Linked DNA regions of Mus musculus: all the other regions are linked to region 4. Evidence: chromatin contacts called from public HiChIP or PLAC-seq and promoter capture Hi-C data. All regions are on one chromosome and are shown on one strand. Each heading gives the region's core, a stretch centred on a gene start, on an enhancer-like site or on the middle of the called end of the contact. The rest is flanking DNA. Distances are from core to core; before and after follow the strand shown. Region 1 holds the start of Hpse2 (heparanase 2). Region 2 overlaps Cnnm1 (cyclin M1). Region 3 overlaps Got1 (glutamic-oxaloacetic transaminase 1, soluble). Region 4 holds the start of Loxl4 (lysyl oxidase-like 4).

Region 1 (2,934 bases), core at 321-2,820, 780 kb before region 4:
CGCTAGAGGAAGCAGGTATGAAGGCTAGAGCCAGTATTTAATTTATGTTATAATTTAGTTTTAGAAACCATCTCTAAGTGATCTGGTGGTTTGGGGTTCTTAGACTGGCAGAGAATCCTCAGGGAATGTTAGCTTAAGGTAATCTAGTCCAGTCCTATGTAGGTTGGCTAATTCTTTCTGGCTGAAGGAAGGAAAATAGATTGCTATTGTAGTGTTTACTGAGCTCTCATACTGCCCAGTGTGCAGTACTGGCAGTGGTGGGGACCCATGCTCTGCATTCAACTGTCATCTAGTCTGTTTAATCAAGGAATGCCCTGGGGTGCTCTCATTTACCCATTTTTCATAAAGTAGCTCCCTTCATCTGCCAAAATAGAGGACTTGTTGTATCCCAGAGAGAAGCTGAAAATGGGACTGGGTGTGATTGTGACTGCCTGTGATTGTGGCTGGATTGTTTCCCCTTGTGTTAGGATGGGACTCAGGATAATTTGCAAGCTATTGAGGGTGGGAATGAAAAGAACAGAGGTTTGCAGTGCACTCGAAGTCCAGGATGATCTGTATCCCAGAGTTCCAAGCAGGCACACTCTAATTTTGGCCTAGGGCTGGATTTGACACCCCTATAGCCCATTTCTACGTCAGGAAGACATACTCCCCTGCAAGGGTATGAGTCTGAGGGTTGTTGGCAAGGAGACATTGGAGAGGCATCTTTACTTTTACAGTGGAATACATTGGCCAAGGAGTGATTCAAATGAACATAGGGTGTCTTGATCATCAGTCCAATGGGTTGCCAAAGCCATAAAATAACATATATGGGAAACTCAAGACTCTCCCTCACACATAAGCAGCAGTGCCATGGAGCATACTGATTCTTTTTTGACTCTCCTGACTAGGAAGTTCTTTGACCTGGGAATACTCTCCCTTCTCCCCCACCTTAGTCTCCTATTCAGGAGAAACTTCTTTCTAGTTATCTTGCAAGATTCAGGGGTTTGCACACCTAGGCATGGACTCTTCTTTGCTTTTTGTGCCTTGGCAAAAATTACTTTGCCCATCATAAAACCATTTACAACCTAACAACATTTACTGCTTCAACCCAAAAGGAAGGCACAAAGTGGACGGTAAGCAAGAAATAGTCAGGACAGACTGCCCCTCAGGCAGTGAAGGGCCTTCCCCATAGCCTACTGGGGAGGGGACTTGAAAATAAGCTCTTACTCAAGATGGTACCACAGTACAGTTTCAGTCCCACTGGCCGCTTCCTGACCCTAGCGGGTTAAATCAGTAGGGCACAACGGCCACCCCTCCCCCTTCTCCCCCCTCCCCCATCCCTTACCTTTAAAAAGTTAAAAAATGTCTGCAGTCAAATCTCTTAAAGGGGCGGTGCTGGTGAACAGTACTCTTGGCACGAGTTGCTGAGAAGGCTGGCTAGGGGCGTGAGTTCGCTCCACCAGCACCAAAACACTGAAAAAAAAATGCGAGCAAGCGAGCAAGAGCGAGGGAGCGAGGGCGAAAGAGAATAGGGGGGGGGAGAGAAGGGGGGCAGAGAGACACACACTTTAGATAAGGACAATTAGTCACCATCGAGACCCAGTAGGGAAAGAAGTTTAAATCAGAGGGATTTAATGAGGGTGCTCTGTGCTTTCCCTGAAGCCATGGCCTCCAGCAGCTCCCGCCCCCCCTCGTGCCTAGCCCTGGTGGCTCTCTTCTTGGCTCTGTTGCTCCATCTCTCCCTCTCCTTCCACGCTGGAAACAGGAGACCTTTGCCTGTAGACAGAGCTACAGGTTTGAAGGAAAAGACCCTGATTCTACTTGATGTGAGCACCAAGAACCCAGTCAGGACAGTCAATGAGAACTTCCTCTCTCTGCAGCTGGATCCCTCCATCATTCATGATGGCTGGCTCGATTTCTTAAGGTAAGGCAGGGGCTTCGATGAGTCATTTAAAAATTTAAGTACCCCCACCCCCATTCTCTTCCTATCCCCTGCTCCAAAGGGGGAAGAAAAAAGAGGAGAAAAAAGAAGAATAAGAAGGAGGAGGAGAAGAAGAGGAGGTACAGCAGCAGCAGCAGCAGCAGCAGCAGCAGCAGCAACAGCAGCAGCAGCAAACCGATCTGTCTTTCCAAGAGAAAAAAAGGAGGTTTCCCCCCTCCTGGACTATTTGCTGTGAGGCTGTAACTGGTGATTGAGGAAAGCAGTGTTTTCTATTAAGATGCACATGTTTGCAATGCAGAAGGCATTTCAGAAACTTATCAGTTATGACTGAAAAAATGTTGTGCTTACATATATCCACAATTAGTCTCCCCTTCTGAAAAAGAAACAAGAGGTTCAGGGAAGTTACAAAAGGGAAGATCTGGAACAACAAAGACTCCAGAGGAGTGGTTGTGTGTGAGAGAGAAAGCAGTGTGCGTGTGTCCGAGTGTTCAGTTGGGAGATTGCATGAAAGTGGAATTTGCCACGGAAAGATGGTTTCATCAGTTCTCACTCCCAGACAGAAAACGAATTTAAGGAGAGTCCTGAGCGGTGAGCAAGTTGGATTGGAGTTAAAATTTTTTATTTTGTATCCTCCGCTGTCATTATCAGCCTTGACTTTGTAAGACACTTTTTATAGATGAAGCCCTTCCCCCTCCACCCTCCTCTTTAGTTTTCCTTGGTAACTGCATAGTTTAATTTTTTACAGTGGGGAAAAAAAATCGTTGCTCGGGTCGTAGTGTGCATCATACGCGATCCATAAAGGTCCTAGGAACTCTCAGGGGAAGCGTTGGGAGTTTTGAACCCCAAAGCAGTGGTGGATTAACAAACCTGAAGGTTGAGTCTCGCTGACAGTCTAGTTGGGTTCACCCTCTTCCCGGGTTGTTACTATTCAGGCAGTTAAGCAACCGCGATCCCCTTCCCATCAGGGGCGGTTGCAAAGAGGGGGGCGTTGGAAATAAAAAGAAAACACACAG
Region 2 (3,002 bases), core at 453-2,952, 850 kb before region 4:
GAAGGTGCGGTGACACTCAGCTTGCTTTCGGTAAGGGCTTGGCCCGTGTTTTAGATTTGATCTCTTCTTGGCCCACGGGTATCCCTGCCATATGGTATCACAGCCTTTTGCTGCGAGGAAACAGTTTCTGGAAGATTGCTCTGGCAAACCGAGGCTGCTCATCTCAAATAAATGAGTTATCCCTGGGCAGGGAATGGAGTGGATAGCCTAGGAGATGAAACTCTGGGGAGGAAACATTTCCTGGCCAGAGACTCCCATGGACTTAGATAACATTGCAATTTCACAGACAAAGTAAGCCCTTGTGTTGCTGGCAGACAAAGCGTTGATAAGGCCCATAGGCCTGAAGCTGTCACTCACTACAAAGAGGAGGCCATATTGTTCCTGAGCGGTGCAGGGAGAGGAAGAGACCAGAGGCAGAAGCAGCAACAGGAGCCACACAGGGACCTGATCCAGGGGGCAGGAGGCATGAGAGCCAAGAACAGCATCCAACAGGGGCATTTAACCGTTTGGCTTTAGCGAAGGGTGATGCTATGACGGTGCTCGTTCATTGGTCACTGGTGGTCCGGTGTGAGGAGCTCCAAGGGAGCTGGGCTCTGCCTCTAGGTAGACAAGGAGCCACCATGGGAACAATGCAGAGGGCAGAAACAAGAGCAGAGAGCCCCCTGGGCCTCCTCTTGGGCACACTGTCTTTCTCTTAGCCATTTTTTCCATTTGAAGGCGAAGCTATCTTTCCCCAGTTTTAACGGTGTTCTGGAAAGTTCCCTTCTGATAATACCTTACCAGCATGATTCAGGATAACGTGGGCCAGGGTGCCCTGCCATGCTAGCACTGCCTGGCCGTGGGTGACACACCGGTGCACAGACTTGCCTTGACAACCTTTCCCATTGTTCATCAAACCGATGCGTTCCTGGGGGTCTCGGGAGTAGGAAGGACCCACACTTACTGTAGAGGTCAGTTTCGTCGAGGATCTCCGACTTGATGATCTCTTCTATGATGTCCTCCAGAGTCACAATGCCCATCACCTCATAGAAAGGGTCTCCTTCACCCTCGTTGTTCACTCTCTGGACAATGGCCAAGTGAGATTTTCCTGGAGAACAAATGAAACCATAGTCAAACATATGGGATCATTTTCAGAGATGATTTCTGTTTGTGAGAAAACAATACAGAGTTTCTGTTTGACTAAATTCAGGACTGAACTCACCCCAGGACCATCTGAAAATAGGAAATTGGTGTGTGCAAGTTCTTACCAATGGGAGCCTGATACTCAGAAGAAATACAGATGTGTGTTGCTCAGTGATAGAGGCAGGTTCTCAGACCTGAACTGTTAGGCAGTTTCATTGTGGGAATATCACAGAGTACAGGTGCACTGCCTAGTTTTCCGTCAACTTGACACAAGTTACAGTCATAAGAGAGGAGGGATCCTTAATTGAGAAAAATGTCTGTATTCAATAGAGGCTGTAAGTAAGCCTGTAGGACATTTTCTTAATTAATGATTGGTGGGGGAGGTCCCAGCCCATTGTGGACAGTGCTGTCCCTGGGCTGGTGGTCCTGACTTCTATAAGAAAGCAGACTTAGCAAGCCATGAGAAGCAAGCCCGAAAGCAGCACTCCTCCATGGCCTCTGCATCAGCTCCAGGTTCCTGCTGTTTGAGTCCTGCCCGGCTTCCCACAGTGGAATGTGCTATGTAAGCCAAACAAACCCTTTCCTACCTAACTTGCTTTTGGTCATGGTGTTTCATCACAGCAATAGAGACCCTTATTAAGATAGCACTTATGCAAACTAATGGTTATGTCATAACTAATGACATAATGGTATGTCATCACTAGATAACATTTTTATAAGACCATTCTACATAATCTATTGTTGGCCATACATTGCCATGTGGCACTTAGTTATATTTTATAACGTTAGTTTGCATATAGGTTGGACACATAGGATACAATGTAACACATTTACACAATAAGTAATGGTCAGATCAAGGCATTAGCATGTCTACCATCTCAAGCCTCATTGTGTCCTTGAATCAGGTCTGTGTGTACTAGCTGTTTTGAAATATGCGGTTAATCATTGTCAAGTAGGGGACTGTACTGTGGTCTGAGCCATTAGAAGCCACTCCTCCTATCCAGCACACAGCTGTACCTGCTAGCCACAAGCCCTCCCTCCTTCCTCCCTTCCACCTGCCTCTTGCTTCTGAAAACCTCTTGTTTCTTTTAAGGGCAACTTTCTAACATGTATCTAAAATGTAAGCTAGTTACATTTTTTTTCTTTGAACTTTGACACATTGATAAGAATATATTAGGTGAAGGAGACTCAAGAGCCTAATTGAAAAAGTAAGACCGAAGGAGAATTAGATTAAAAGTCAGGCTCCCTGTTTAGGCAGACTGGTTATTACCTTCAGGTAAATTATTTAACTGCCACTGAGTTGCCAACACTCATGTGGAATCAGGAACCAGAACCAAGGCTGTGGACTTTTGGAACTGCCTCCACGGAAGGCTGTAGCTAATATGTCCTGCCCCTGAATCTGGGTGGGCTTGTTCTGTACCCGAGGTTGGGTGGTAAAAGACAACAACTTCTGCTGTAGAGACCCTGTAAGACGGTTGTTGACTACCTTTTTTTGTTTGTTTGTTTTTGTTTTTTGGTTTTTCGAGACACGGTTTCTCTGTGTAGCCCTGGCTGTCCTGGAACTCACTTTGTAGACCAGGCTGGCCTCGAACTCAGAAATTCGCCTGCCCCTGCCTCCCAAGTGCCGGGATTAAAGGCGTGTGCCACCACGCCCGGCTGGTTGTTGACTACCTTGAGGCCACCATGGTTCAAGAAGCCACCTTGAAAGTGGGTGCTTCATTCTCAGCTGAAAGTGGGTGCTTCAGTCTCAGCTGACCCAGGCTTTCTTGTCTTCCCTAGTGATGGCTTAAGTACTGCAAAGCAGAGAAAAGTTATCCTATCATGCCTTTCTTAGAAGTCATTAGTGTAATAAGATGGGAATTGTTTTCTATCTCTGTTTT
Region 3 (2,986 bases), core at 164-2,663, 890 kb before region 4:
ATGGTGATCTCTGAGTGTCCACTGCTTAAGTCAGTGTCTTGCCCTCCTGTCTTCTCTACAGCCAAGCAGGTCGAGTATTTGGTCAACGAGAAGCATATCTATCTCCTGCCGAGTGGTCGGATCAACATGTGCGGCTTGACCACCAAGAACCTAGATTACGTCGCTACCTCCATCCATGAAGCCGTCACCAAAATCCAGTGAAGAAACACCTCGTAGTTCACGCCACCAAAGCAGTTCTTGTCACACCTTTCCTGCCTGCGCAAACCTAGCTGTACCTAGCTGTACACGTCCTTTATTAGAGATGACCGAGGGGAAGCAGCTGCTGTTTAGCTGACCCCCCACATGAGAAGACGTTTCTTGAAATGAGCCCCGGGGGCTCTGGGGTTAGAGCCTGTTGGAAACCAGAGTAGATTAAAGTTATTTAAGAATAAAAAGAACTTTGGCTATGAGATGTAATCACCTTGCCTTCCTCTCTAGCATTCTGCAGGAGTGATGCCCACGGAGCCTTGGGCTTCTGCGTGTTGCCTGACTGTACAAAAGTCTAGTCTCAAAGATCAAGTTGGTCTGAGGAGCCGGATGTGACTGTGGGTGTTGGCTGGGGCATTAAAACTCATCATCGCCACCCATCTCTGTCTCTCGTCACCCTGATCTCCCCGCACGGTTGTGTCCCTGGTCTGGAACATTAGTTTTTTTAAGGCAACTGTGGCCAATATTTATATCATGACATACAAATGGATTTACGTATTTGACTGAAATGAAAGTTCCACTAAACGGTATTTGCTCTTGTGATATGTGGCACATTGTGATATTTTCTTAGTCTGTTCTGTTTTATTTAAAAAATAAAACTGCTGATCAAGACAAGTGAAATGGAGTTTGTGATCCATTCATGAGTTGCCACCCACAGTTTAGAATGAAGTCTTTAGAGGGGTTCACTGATGGCAAAGGTAAAGGAAAAAACAAAATGTGTTCATGAAACTGGAAGTTCAAGTAGGATCCAGGCTGTAAGTCCATGTTGCTTTTGTAGGTTTATCGTTCAGACACCAGCCATTTTCTTAAGAAACTAGGATGATATCATTTAGAGGGATTCTAGAATACCAGCTCTTTCCGTCACCGCTGGAGCTGCTATGTCCCTAGTGTATTGAAAACATTACAGCTGCTTAAACATCACAAGTTCCAGAGTCCCTGAACTCTGGGAAAAGGGTGGGTCTGGAAAAATTGGTAGGGCTATGCCTTACTTTAAGCAACAGAGTAACCACTTTTCAAAATATTTAAGAGTAGCTTTTCAGAATTTCCCAGGACTCCCTTGAGGTATAAAAATCCCACGATTTTTAAAGATGGTCGGCTCCAGAAGTCACCAGGTCTAGCCTGGCTACCGCAGTGAAACAGTCTGCTTGCTTCCTGTTGTCTCTGACTCACCCCCTTTCCTCTGGGTGTGGTACGGAATTCTTTCCAAGCTTACCAAGACACCCTGTTCTGTTAGTAGGGCCTTTTAGTTTAAAAAAAGACCTTTGACCTTGAGCCAGAATTTGGACTGTTGCTGTCATTCTGCCGTCATTCCTCATTCCTTTCTTTGAATCAGTCTGTTGGTACTGAAACAGTCTGGCTTCCTGCCTTCGGAGAGGAACGGTGGTTATCCCTGGTCTGGCTTTCCTTTGCAAAGCCCTCCGCCCTTGCAGATCCTACCATCTGGCTGGGCTGACTCTCTGTAGGTGCCCCAGGCTGCTGGGTGTGGACGAGGTAAAGGTTATTAGACGTTAGCTTGCAGCTTGTTTCCATTTGTATCCTTTATTGAGGTTTGTTCTTTCAGCTCTAGGATGCTGCCTTCCCTGGAAGAGTTTCTTGCATTCTCCCTAGGGGTGGCTTAAGCCATCAGACTCCAGTACCTCTGATGGGGACAGACTTGGTTGTTGTGAGCAAAAGAGCATTGCTTGTTGCTCTTGCAGAGGACTGGGGTTCTGTTTCTAGCACCCACATGAAACCACAACTGCCCGGAATTCCAGATCAAGGGGATCTGACGCCCTCTTCTGGCTTCCAGGGGTACCTACATATGCTAAGGCATACACATAAATAAATCTTAAAAAACAATTTTGATCAATGTGGCCCTCCAAAATGTCCTACCCAGTAACCACCCCCCACCTTTTTTTTTTTTTTTTTTTTTTTTGAGACAGGGTCTCTCTGTGTATCCCTGACTGTCCTGGAACTCACTCTGTAAACCAGGCTGGCCTTAAACTCAGAAATCTGCCTGCCTCTGCCTCCCGTGCTGGGATTAAAGGTGTGCGCCACCACTGACTGGCTCCCCAGTAAACTCTTACTAGGGCATACTTTTCTTGTTAGGGAAAGAGAATTTTTCTTCTAGTTTTTTATTTTTAAATTTATTTTATAAAAATTTATTTATTAGAAAAATTTCTAATTTTTCTTCTAGGGGGAGTGCCAAAACTATTTAAATTAAGGAAACAACTTTAAGTCTCAATGCCAGTACCAACATGCTAAAAAAGTTTTTAGTATTTTAAAGAAAAAAAAAAAAGATGAAGTGGGACAAATTGGTTAGCGTGTCCTGTACTGTGTCTGGGGTTCTGTGGATGTTTGGGGGACACTGCAAGAGCTCTCAGATGTGGGTGCATGGTAGACTTCAGAGGTGGGCAAACAGAAAACTCCAACTTGCCAAAACTTCAATCAAGTTGTCCAAAGGCATCAGCGCCTTTGAGAGGCAGTTTTGAGAAATGAGTTAAGCAGCCTTTATTACACCACCTGCTAAGTGTAGCCCAGAGAAAACAGCCTTTAGCGTATTAAGGAAAGAATAGCCCCGATTGGGTCTCCAGAGAAGAATCCTGTATTGTTCCAGCATAACCCTCTAATGGTCTTGTTACACTGCTTGCAAGCTGCCTGGCTGGTCCGCCTTCTGGAGCCAGCTAACTGCACACGGAACCTCTGGCCCACTGCTTTCTTGTTCCTGCCTCTAGCCTTTGCGTAGGAACCACTGGAATGG
Region 4 (3,075 bases), core at 200-2,699:
TAATACCCTCACTTTTCAAGGAAGACCCTCACCTGCTGTCCACCGTTGCCTCTGGCCAGTCTTGCAAGGTAAGGACTTCCGGCCAACATCAATTCATTCATTGGGTTCCAAGGTATTTTTAGCTCTGGGCAGCCAGGCCTGGTGGGTGACTGGCAGCAGGCGGAGCCTCCCATGTTGCTCCTGGCTCTGCATTAGAGGTGGCTGGGCAGAGGGTGGAGGCCCCGTGCATACCTGGTATCCTGGTCCACAGCTGCCTCATTGTCCCTAGGGGAGGAGCCGGGTTTCTGCCTCTGCCACTGACCTGAGGCTGGGAGCATTCTTTCCTGTTGATTCATCCTAGGGAATGTTTTGGGCCCAGGTCGGGTGGGGCAGGGCCACTGGGGGGACATCTTAGACATGAGCAGCTAGGGGTGGACCCAGGTCTCTGGCAACATGGTCAAGGTGACCTGGCTGTCACATGCCATCTTGGCCCTCATTACCTCTGCCTTGAGGTCACCTTTATTTGCACATCTTCCCTCTTCAGACTTGGGTACCCCCCTGCCAGCGTCTAGCACTTTAGCCCTTTTTCTAGCACATAGGAGAAAAATCAACAGAGGGTCCTGAATGAAGAAACCGTTAGCTGTCAATCTGAGGCAAGGTGGGGGACGCGCCGCTCACTGCTCTGAGACTAGAGAGGATACTGGAAACAGTCTGCTCATTTCACACGTGAGGTTCTGAAGGAGCTGAAGACTGGAAGCCCGAGGCCTGGAGCCTGGTTGCTTCTTCAGCTGGGGGACTCCCCTCCGCAGGCCTTCCTTCATTTGTTGTGTTCCACAGCCTCTCATTCCCCTCTGTCCTCCACTGCCCTCATCCCCTGAACCTGGCAAGGACCAGGGACATCCTGGCTAAGTACCGGAAGTCTTAAGTTCTCTGCTGCGAGGTTTATGACTCTGGGAAGCAAATCCTGTCTCCTGGGACTGAACTTCATAATGAGCAGAGCTTTGCTCTCAAGCCGCCTTCAGTAAACCTTGGGGACCAGGTCACAGAGAGACTGTTACTTAAGCTGCATCACCCAACCACTGAACGGGGCCCTCACCCCAAAAGAACGCCTGCATTGCCCTGCAGAAGCAGCCCACGGGATCCAGACCTAAGACTGTGGGGCGCTCAGTTCTATAAGGTTAATGGGACACAGCTCCGATCGCCCATTAGACAGAGGAGAAAACCGTGCCTGCAGAGGCACTCGCAGACCGGATCCTTGCCACCCGACGCTGTCCCCCGCCATGCGTCTCCGGGACTCCGTCACCCCCCACGCTCCCCGCAGCGCCTGGGACTTCCCAACTTGGCCCAGTCCCGAGCTGCGCGCCTGGCTGGTGGCCGGCCGGGCGGGGCTGCCCGTGCACACAGGCGCGCCCGGGGCGGGGCCTGCGACCTCCCCCGGGGAAGGCCCGGACTTGGGGCGGGAGGCTGGCGGATAAAAAGCCCCCAGGGCGCCCCGGGAGGCCCGTTAGCGCTGCTCTGCCGTGGCGCCCAGCCCAGCCCCGACCTCCAGATCCTGCCGGTGAGCTCCTGCCTGTTGCGATCTCCTGTCTGCCTCTTGCTGTCTGTCTTGTCCTTTCTTCTGTTTCTCGCGGGTGGGCAGGCCTCTAGAAGCTCAGAGGAATGGGGGGATCCCATGGATAAGTCAGCCCAGTGGGTGGGTCACAACCTGCTTCCCCACTGGACAAGTGCCCATCATGTTAGGGGAGTTGGTTCAAGGCTACATGAGTGGAGAGAGCTCTGGCAAGCAGGAGTCTGGGTGTTAGGTTTGTGAATACACTGTGTGTGAACACACTGTGTGTAACCATTTCTCACCCTGAAAGAATGCTGGGGACGGAGTAAAATAGAACTAGATGTCTCTCCTGTGACTCGGGGCACTAAGAGCTGGAGCAGAGCTGGGCTCCCCTCTACATAGAGCTGACTGCTGGAGATGATGTGAAAGAGGGTTTGGAGGCAGAGGGCTTCAAACCCCACCTTCCCCAGCCCTATATAGGTGGGAGCCTATTTGTAGGCTCTGCTCTAACCACAGGAACGATGCCATAAGGGTACAGGGCCTAGACCAAGGCCCAGAGAGTCACAGAAAAAGGACTAGGAGTGACCCACAGCTAGCCTCTCAGGATAGCCGCCCCCCCCCCCCAAACCTCTAGGAATCCTGGGCAATCATCCTCTCGCAGCCTTCCCTCCTGGCCAGGGCAGGTGCCTGTGTCTTCAGACTTCACTCCAGTGCCCTTGCACTTCAGCCTGAGTCATATAGCCAGTGACAAGGTAGAGTTCCATTCACCCTCCCTCTCTCTCCCTCATCCAACATCGATCAATCAATGAGAGCCCAGACTGTAGCCAGGTGGCCTGTTTGAATTCTGGCCAGTCCAGCTATTTCATTTCCTGGGGCCCCGACCTTTCCATCTGTGAAATGGAGAGGCCTATTCAAACAGGGTCCTAGAGGCATTCTTATCCTGTGGCCCCCTCACCCATTCCCTTCTCCCTGGGGAAGAGAAAGGGCACCTTCTTTCTCCAAGACCCAGTTCTCAGCCCAGTCCTCCTGTACTCAGTCCAGTGGGAACAAATAGGAAGGTAGGATACTGGGAGGCCTTTCTGGAGGGAGCAGCATTTGAGCTGGGTGTTGACATGTGTGTAGGAGTTTAACAATGGGCCCTGGGAGATGAAGGCTCTGTCTTGGGAATGACAATGAGGAGACGAGCTTGGTGTGAGTAACAGTTCTGGGAACCTGGAGTGGGCAGGAAGTATGGAGGCTCTCCAGGGCCTGCATCCTGGTGGCTTGAAAGGAAGGGCACTGCCCTAGCTTACAGGCACAGGTCTTGCAGCAGAAGCCCACCCCTGCCTCTAGGCAAGGAGCCTGAAGGCCTGTGGCTTCTGAGGAGACCTCCAACAGTGGGAACTTGAGCCACAGTCACAAAGCAGAACAGCCTAGCCTATCAGAGACCCCCAACAGCATGTTAACACCCTAGGGCCATTTCACATGTGTGCAAATTGAGAGGCCAAGAGAGGAAACCTGGACTCTTGACATGGTCACTGATGGTAGTTCCCTGACCCATAGCAGGA

The links. Promoter capture Hi-C pulls out the DNA fragments that hold promoters and counts their contacts. HiChIP or PLAC-seq counts read pairs in DNA pulled down with a chosen protein or histone mark.
Region 1: a contact with region 4 is called in an H3K4me3 HiChIP or PLAC-seq map of embryonic forebrain, with 12 times the contacts expected there. The contact joins the promoter of Hpse2 here to the promoter of Loxl4 in region 4. A contact is called at or near these places in 8 of 39 promoter capture datasets (the SN4741 cell line, cranial neural crest, embryonic stem cells and 4 more), 2 of 115 datasets of contacts at active chromatin or transcription factors (embryonic forebrain and forebrain) and 2 of 9 other capture datasets (adipose tissue and liver).
Region 2: a contact with region 4 is called in a promoter capture Hi-C map of liver, with 3 times the contacts expected there. The contact joins the enhancer-like site here to the promoter of Loxl4 in region 4. A contact is called at or near these places in 4 of 39 promoter capture datasets (the 3T3-L1 cell line, cranial neural crest and liver) and 1 of 9 other capture datasets (adipose tissue).
Region 3: a contact with region 4 is called in an H3K27ac HiChIP or PLAC-seq map of embryonic stem cells, with 3 times the contacts expected there. The contact joins the enhancer-like site here to the promoter of Loxl4 in region 4. A contact is called at or near these places in 8 of 39 promoter capture datasets (the 3T3-L1 cell line, the SN4741 cell line, cranial neural crest and 4 more), 2 of 115 datasets of contacts at active chromatin or transcription factors (embryonic stem cells and pancreatic cancer cells) and 1 of 9 other capture datasets (embryonic stem cells).

What each region holds. Positions count from the first base shown.
Region 1 is chr19:43,386,991-43,389,924 of GRCm38.p6, reverse strand. It overlaps Hpse2 (heparanase 2), which reads left to right and starts at 1,570. Exons shown (of 12, transcript NM_001081257.2): 1 at 1,570-1,903. The coding sequence starts at 1,614.
Region 2 is chr19:43,463,206-43,466,207 of GRCm38.p6, reverse strand. Cnnm1 (cyclin M1) reads right to left here. Exons shown (of 12, transcript NM_001373992.1): 2 at 944-1,087. Among named protein-coding and RNA genes, the nearest start is that of Cnnm1, 24 kb to the right of the region's middle. Within about 2 kb of position 1,702, at least 18 of the 459 cell types and tissues checked have an H3K27ac peak or open chromatin away from gene starts, as enhancers often do. A contact at or near this core is called in liver, where this site is marked.
Region 3 is chr19:43,497,633-43,500,618 of GRCm38.p6, reverse strand. It overlaps Got1 (glutamic-oxaloacetic transaminase 1, soluble), which reads left to right. Exons shown (of 9, transcript NM_010324.2): 9 at 62-867. The coding sequence ends at 201. Among named protein-coding and RNA genes, the nearest start is that of Got1, 25 kb to the left of the region's middle. Within about 2 kb of position 1,413, at least 88 of the 459 cell types and tissues checked have an H3K27ac peak or open chromatin away from gene starts, as enhancers often do. A contact at or near this core is called in the SN4741 cell line, embryonic stem cells, liver and 1 more, where this site is marked.
Region 4 is chr19:42,611,180-42,614,254 of GRCm38.p6, reverse strand. It overlaps Loxl4 (lysyl oxidase-like 4), which reads left to right and starts at 1,449. Exons shown (of 15, transcript NM_053083.3): 1 at 1,449-1,537.